2 separate regions of the Rattus norvegicus genome follow, and region 2 is linked to region 1. A link is a contact called in public Hi-C data. All regions are on one chromosome and are shown on one strand. Each heading gives the region's core, a stretch centred on a gene start, on an enhancer-like site or on the middle of the called end of the contact. The rest is flanking DNA. Distances are from core to core; before and after follow the strand shown. Region 1 has its middle 23 kb from the start of Trnaa-agc47. Region 2 holds the start of Rxra (retinoid X receptor alpha).

What was found. A called contact is a pair of places that touch in the nucleus more often than the background predicts.
Region 2: a contact with region 1 is called in a Hi-C map of liver, with 4 times the contacts expected there. The contact joins the promoter of Rxra here to the enhancer-like site in region 1. A contact is called at or near these places in 9 of 12 Hi-C or Micro-C datasets (the A7r5 cell line, the Rat2 cell line, Schwann cells and 5 more) and 1 of 1 datasets of contacts at active chromatin or transcription factors (oligodendrocytes).

What each region holds. Positions count from the first base shown.
Region 1 is chr3:31,265,903-31,269,733 of GRCr8, forward strand. No RefSeq gene overlaps it. Among named protein-coding and RNA genes, the nearest start is that of Trnaa-agc47, 23 kb to the left of the region's middle. Within about 2 kb of position 2,414, at least 5 of the 93 cell types and tissues checked have an H3K27ac peak or open chromatin away from gene starts, as enhancers often do. A contact at or near this core is called in liver, where this site is marked.
Region 2 is chr3:31,385,496-31,389,174 of GRCr8, forward strand. It overlaps Rxra (retinoid X receptor alpha), which reads left to right and starts at 2,397. Exons shown (of 10, transcript NM_012805.3): 1 at 2,397-2,508. The coding sequence starts at 2,481.

The DNA.
Region 1 (3,831 bases), core at 1,164-3,663:
TTCATAAAATCAATTAACAATGTAGACTGCCCATCTGTCTCTGAGGACACTGTCAGCTAGTCAGCACCCTAAATTCTCCCAGAGTCAGCTCATTTTACGACTCTTTGAGTCTGGCGTCCTTATGGTCACCAAACCCCTGTATGTGGTGTTTGTTTGTTTGTTTCTTTGCTTTTGTTTTCTGAGATGGGGCTTCTTTGTATAGCCCTGGTCATCCTGGACCAGGCTGGCCTGGAACACGGAGATTCCTCTGCTGATAGGTCCCATGTTATATTGTTATTGACCTTATGCCCATCTTGACATATGTGGGGAGACCACAGTGCTCCTCACTGATGTTGGGGAACCCCTGGAAAAATGACTTCCCACAGTCATGCTAAGAGCAGTGTCTTCTGGACCATGCCGCACAGATGAGAGACATCCTGGAACAAATTTAGTGTAACATTCCAGTCTCTTTGAGGGGTCACACTTTCCTCTGTGACCCCACACAGTTCGAGGCTTCAACTTTGTGCCACTCACCCCGTGGGCCATGTCTTTGCCAACCAGCTGAACTGAGCTTCTCTCCCTGCTCTACCAAAATCTGCTTAGCATTATCATAAGCCAGCAAATCCAGCCTATCCAGTTTGATTCCTCTGCAGTTATGCCACATGTTTAATGGTGCATTGGAGGCAAGGCCATTCAGGTGAGGAAGCTCTTTCAGCCTCTTCCAGCTTGCACTTTTGGGAGTCTGGATTTCCCAGATCTCAGATGCAGTTTCTGCTCTTGATCTGGAGGAAGTTCCACCATTCTCCACGCGGAGGCGGGCTTGCACCACTCAGGGTGCAGGGGCTCTGGAAAAGCCAAAAAAGTTTTCGCTCCCCACCTTGGAGCCTCAGACCTTGGGCAGGGCTGCTTTTGTTAACTTCCACTTCTCTTTGGCTTGGACACGTTGCCCACTCAGACTGGGGTTTGTTTCTTTCTTCCCAAAGGGACTGATCAGAGAAGTATATAATGTGGACTTGGTTCTGGGGCAGGCTCGGGAGGCCCAGCTATGACTGCCCTATTTCCAGATGGAGAAACTAAAACTTGGAATGCTCACAGGGTGCTGGGGTGATGACACCGGCCACTCTTGGGGTGTTCTGATTTTGTTCTAGCACCTTGGCTGACAAGCACAAACTGAACTGGGGTCTACAGCCCCAAAGGACTCTGGGATGCTAGGGAATACCCTGGGCTTGTGACTTGGTGTGTAGTTATGTTTTGGGTCTCCAGTAAGTGCTGTGGTGGACCAGCTTCTGCCCATTGCATATGTACTGTGCATATATGCAATTCCCATGTGTGATGATTAATGTTGACTGTCAGGTTGACAGGATCCAGTGTCACTTATGAGACAAACCTCTAGACATGTCCTCAAGGAATTTTCTAGATTGTGCTTCTCCAGGTAGGAAAACCCCTACCCCCGAAACTGGCCAGTACCATTTCATGGGCTGGGGTTTTATTCTGAATAAGAAGAAAGTGGGCTGAGTACCAGCATTCATCTGTCTCTGCTTCCTCAGCATGGATGCCACATGACTAGTTTCCTCAGGCCCCTGTAGCCACATCTTCCCCACTCTGGTGATGTGAACCCCTCTCCCCCTCCCTTCTTTGAGTTCCTTTTGTCAGGTGTTTTGTTAAATAGCAACAAGGAAAATAACAATTTTTTCCTACCACCCAGGAGACAAATGGAAGCATGGGTGAAGAGCCCAAGCCAGTCACCAGATTCTCTGAGGGACATAGTTTGTATTTCTGTAAACCTGATCATCTGTTTTTGTGAATGGCCTGGGAAAGATACAACCAACCAGTCAGTGGCTTTGAAGGCTCAGCCGAGTCCCCACAGGGGACAAAGGGCTGGGCTAGAGGTTTGTGGTATGTACGACTGGCTCAGGTGGCTTAACAGGACCTTGTCTGTGGACACCTCTGACTGTACCAGCACTTCGCAGACAGGCTACTGCTTAGACTCTGGGTTGATTTTTCTGTGTCTCAATGAGACTGGTGTCAGTTTTAAAGTAGCTGCCGTCTGCTGGAGCCCGAGTTCTGGCAATTAGCTTCTTATTTCTCACGGCAGAGAATGACTGAGGCCAAGCTCTCTCTGGGAGATGCCCCCACAAGTGACCAAGGCTGACTCCCTCTGGGGGATGCCCTTGTGCTTCTAGTTTAGCAGGCCTTGGATGGTTTCCTGCTTTTGTGGGGAGGTGAATGACTATCCAGTGGGGTGAGCCTTCTCCTTGGGGCCCTCTATTAATAAAACAACAACTGACCCCCGGACGTGCAGGCAAATGAGGGGACACAGTATTCCCAGGGTCGGCGTTGGTCCAAAGACCTTTCGTGCCTGACCCAGCCGCCTCTGGAGTGCTCCCATCCTGCTCTGGCCCCTTGGCTGAAGGACCGGAAGTTCTGCATGGTCCAAGCTGGGGCTGCTCTTCCTCCAATATATAAATAACCCACTACCAGCTCCCTGGGAGAGTCCTAAGGGCCCGAAGGAGGGAGGGACAGGGTCCCAGGCCCTTGAGACCAGGCATGACTCAGATAAAGTCATCTGCTTTCCAGGTTGTTACAGAACCTTCTTGGTCTACCCTGGTGCTGTGCTGTTTGCAGAACCCAGAGGCAGCCTAGATGAGGGCGCTTGCTCTGTTTCTCTCATTCAGTCGTTTTTGTGGAATCAGTGGCTATTGGCTGGGACAGACATGGAGACAATTTTCTCCTGGCTCTGGAAGCCTAGCTGTGCTGGAGAGGTGGACGACTGAAAGCCAGGGCAGGGACCAAATTTCTATCATCCATCTAGAGCAGTGGTTCTCAACCTTTTAATGCTGTGACCCTTTACAACAGTTTTTCATGTTGTGGGGACCCCAACCATAAAATTATGTCCATTGCTACTTTGTAACTGTAATATTGCTACTGTTGTAAATCATTATGTAAATATCTGTGTTTTCTGATGATCTCGGGTGACTCTAAGATCCCGTAAAATGGTCGTTTGACTCTCAGAGGGGTCCTAACCCTCAGGTTGAGAAGAACTCCTGATCTAGAAGAACACACAGTACTCTACTGAAGCTCTTCAAGAGAGACCCTCAGCCAGCTAGCCTGGTCCTTTTGGGTTCTCCTGAGTACCCCGGTCCTGACTTGGTGACTCTGACTTTGTCCTGTGGTCCCTGGTAGCCTCTGCTGTTTCTGTTGAACTGGGGCCTGTCTTTATGTCTGCTCCCTTCCAGCACCACACTCACTGAACCACAGGGGAAGAGTCAGCCAGACTGACTGTATGCGCTACAGGCTGCACGGGGTTCTAGGATACCTACAGTCACCGGCCACAGATGAACACTGGGGTGCTCGGAAACTAGAAGTGAAGACAAAATGGTCCTGACTCTGTCCATCTAAGCTTTCCTGTCTGGAACTGTGGGCCCAGGCCAAGGTTCAGGACACCACATCCAGGCTGGGTCCCTGTTTTACTTGGAGCAAATAAAGGTTTCTGTGCAGCCTGATACTGCATCACTGAAGTTCCATGAACTGAAACTGGGCTGTTCAAAACAAAGCTGCCTGTTCTGGAGGTCAATATCAAGGCATGGGGGACATGGAGTGGGGGACTGGTGCTGACCCTTCCCAAGGCTCTTAGAGGGGTGGTTCCTCCTGTCTCCCAGATACTCCTAGGATTGAGAATGTATTATTAAATTTCTTTTTCCTTCTCTTAAGGTTTCTTGATTCCCTGTGTGTTCACACAGAACTCCTATAATGGCACTTGTCATTTGATTTAAGGCCTTTAATCTACTGATCCCCATTCACATTTGCAAAGTATCGTTTTCCAAACAAGGGCAGTTGTAAGTTCCAAGGGAA
Region 2 (3,679 bases), core at 1,147-3,646, 120 kb after region 1:
CAGCTCAAAGGACCAGCCATGAGGAAGTCACTGGAGTCCCTGGCCAGCTGGGCCTTGCCCCTTCTGTCCCTGTTGATGGTGCTTTGGTTTGGCCTGTACTGCTTTGTCCTGAACTATGGCTTCGGCAGCCATAGCATAGCCACTCTTGTCTGTGACTCTTCCCTGTCTTTGACAAGGTATCTACTGCCTGGTGAGCCTCCTCTTGGCCAAACAGTCTCTATATTGCCTGGTTAGTCGTTTCAGTGATCCAGGATGGAGGATGGAACTGTCTGCATTTTACATGTCAGGGAAGTGAGGGCAAAAGCGGAGTGGCCTGGCTCGGGCCACTGAAGAGTTGCGAGACAGAGCTGGGTTGTGCTCTTGCCTTGCCCGTCTTGCCCATCCCTTCCGAGGAGAACCCAGGGTCAAGCCTTCAGTAGACCCCGCTGATGTTTATCGATAGAATGAATGGCCCACAATACTGGAGAACAGGGATCATTGAAGTTTCTCTATGCACCCCCAGAGGCCTTTCCTCATCCTTTCTGTTCTGAAACTTAGTGTGGGCAGGCTGTCCGCAGCCTCCAGATTTCACTGGCCAGGGTAGAAGGGTGGTCCTTTATTGTTGGCCATCACGTGTGGCCCTGGCGAGGCTGGCCCGGAGTTTGAAGAACAGGTCTCAGCTCTACTGTGATTACACCTCCTCAGGTAAGGCTTCTACTATCCTAGCTGCTCTCTGGCCTTGCTGTTGACACAGGGAGTTAGTTCTGCCCACTCACTGCCTGCCAGGGATTATCAAGAGGATTCTTCTTGTCAAGGAAGGAATCTTGGGGACTTCCCCCCATGGTCAGTGGGTCCAATGGAGCTGTGCTGTCTGATGCAGGCGCTACTAGAAGCACCCCAAGTTGCGCGCCACACTAAGGAACCGCCCAGTTGATGGGCCAGGCCTGGGAAAGGAGCCTGATTTGTAGCACAATCCAGGGCATTAGTCTCCCCCCTCCGTTTTGTTTCCCAGACCCCATAGGAGGCCCAGAGATGGCCTTCTTTTGAGACAGGTCTATGGTTTTTCTGGGAGCATCTTTAAGAGAGTCCCACAACGATTTCTCTTTACCGAGAAAACGTGCAGTCCTGGAGGGTGGCGGTAGTGCACCCACGCAGGGCTTTCTTTTTTGTCTTGAGGGGACTCTTTGGGCAGCCCCCCACTCTGTGCAGCCTGTAGACTTTGGTAAACCCCTCTGCTAGGGCCTCCACGCTGGATTTTGGTCTGGCAAGCCCCAGCTGGGAGTGGAGGGAGGCGGGACTGCCGGTTGCCTGGCTTGGCACAGGGGGAACATTGCGCTTAGGGAGGCTGGCTTGGCTCCACTCAGGTAGCTCACACCCAAATCCGAATTCCAGCTGCCCAAGTCGGCGGGCGGGTTGCGGAGGAGGCCCAGGCTCTCCCTGGGTAGGAGTGCTTCCTTTCGTTTTTAAACAAACAAATCATGAATTTAAGTCAGGGCAGAGAGCTGCCCAAGGTATAAAAATAGCCTAGGGTCACGGGCGATGTCCGAAGCGGGTAGCTGCGCCTTGGAGCGAGCCCCGCGCATCGGAGGAGGGTGGGAGCCGTCGAGTTAACGTGGGTATCCCGAGAAGACCCCCCCGCACCTCCCCTCCCCCGCCTGTCTGGCCTGCGGTCAGACACCAGGGACCTCTTTGGGCCTCTCGCGTGTTAGGTGGGAGGGGACTGGAGTGTCCAAAGGGCAGCAACTCCCTGCTCAGCTTCTTGCCTCTGGCTCACCGCCCCTCCCTGGCCTCAGTTTCCCCATGTGTCCACCGGGGTGCTCAGGGCCTCGACTCTCCTGCAGGGAGCTCTGAAGGACCAGGGTCCTCGCGCGGCTACGGCCGGCCTCTTTGTGTGTCCGTGCAGACAATGGCCCGGCCGCGGGGCTCTCCTCCGGGCCCGGCTCTCCTCCTTCTCCACCACCGCGGGCCGCCGGGTTTTTGGGCAGCCGAAGAGGGAAGGCTGCTTCACCCCGCCGCCCCGCCCACCTCCCACGCCGCCACCCCACGGCTCCCGGGAACCCTTGGCAGTCGCAAACTTGCAAGTTTGCAGGGCGCTCACAACTCGGGGCCGGGCTGCGAGCGCGGGGTGGCGGCGGCGGCGGCGGCGGGCGGGGCGCGCACCGGTTGCGGGCGGGGCGAGTGGCGGCGGCGGCGCTGCGCTGAGTCCGCGCCCGTCGCGGGCCCCCCGCCGCTCCCCCCGCTGCAGGCCGGGCCGGAGCGGGTCGCGGGCGCGCGGCGGAGGCGCGGGCGGCGGGTGCGCGCGCTGGGCGCGCGCAGGCACAAGTAGTTTACATTGTTGGGCGACTTTTGCAACAACTCGCCGCGCCGCGGCCTCCGCGCGCCGCCGCCGCCGCTGCCGCCGCCGGCTCCCCGCCGCCCGGGCCCCGGGCGGGCCGCGCCGGGGGCCGCCGCGCTGCCGCCCTGCTGCTCCGCCGCCGGCTGGGCATGAGTTAGTAGCAGACATGGACACCAAACATTTCCTGCCGCTCGGTGAGTGCCGGCCGCGGCGGCGCGGGCGAGGGAGGGGGCCGGGGCTGGCGGGGCGGGGGCGCGTGCGCAACGCGCGCGGGGGGTCCGGCCGGGCCCATTGGCCCCGCGCCGTGGCGGTACCGAGAGTTAGCGCGCCGGGCTTGGGGAGGCGAGTGGGCACAGGGCAACTTTTCCTGGGCCCGGGCGCGCGGCGGGAGAGGGCGAGGACGCCGGGCCTCTGACTTGCCGAGGAGCAGGAGTGGGCGGCGGGGCTGGCGCGAGCGCAGGTTCGCTCGGGACGTGGAGAGGGTCCCTCACGCTGAGCCTCGCGCTTCCGCGGACCCCCGGGGCGCCCAGCCCCAGCTGCCCGGGAATCCGGCCACGCCGGAGGAGCAACTTCTGCGCTTGCTGGAGGGCTCTGGGCCTCCCTGGCATTGGGATGGGGACGACGCGCTGGGCTCCGGGAGGCCACTGCTCTTCCCAGCTCGTCGGGCTGCCGCTTGGAGAAGGCCGCTGGCCCCTGGCAGTCTCGTTGCCCAGGACGGAGTCTGCGATCTTGCCGTTCTCCGACAGCAGACCAAACCTAGGTGGGCAGGGTCACTCAGGGGGTCTCTGATCAGGAGCATTAAACCCAGAACTGGGGCCCCACGCTCTGGCACCCCTAGTTGTTCTTCTCAGTATTTAGGGGAAGACAGCCCATCGGCAGAAGGATCGTTTTCTTGTCCTGCAACCCTCCCGCCAGCAGCACCCAACCCCAAACAGCTTGCCAACTCTAGGAGTAGAACCAAGCAGGGTCATTGCTCTCCCTGGGGTTTTGGGAGCCAGAGGGAAGCAGGGTAGGGAGACTTTATAAATGAGCTCCGGGAAAGATATTAATTTGGTGGTGAGGACGGCAGCCAGGCTGTCAGGCTAGTGAAGAATTTGTGCTGAATGGAAATCAGGACAGCTGATTATGGACGAAGCTCCATGATGATCATTGCCTCTCTGCCTGCCCACCCCCTATGAGGTTTGGGGGTGCATTTTGTTTACGATGACGGGTGATCAGAACCCAGCGAGTCTGCCAGGACTTTTGGTGATTTGGGGAGGTCGCACAGACAGGTCTGCTGCAGAGTGACCCGGGTAGTGCCAGGAGCCTGTCAAAGCTTCAGACTCTTCATCCTCATAAGTAGTGATGGGGACGGTGGCGGTGGCG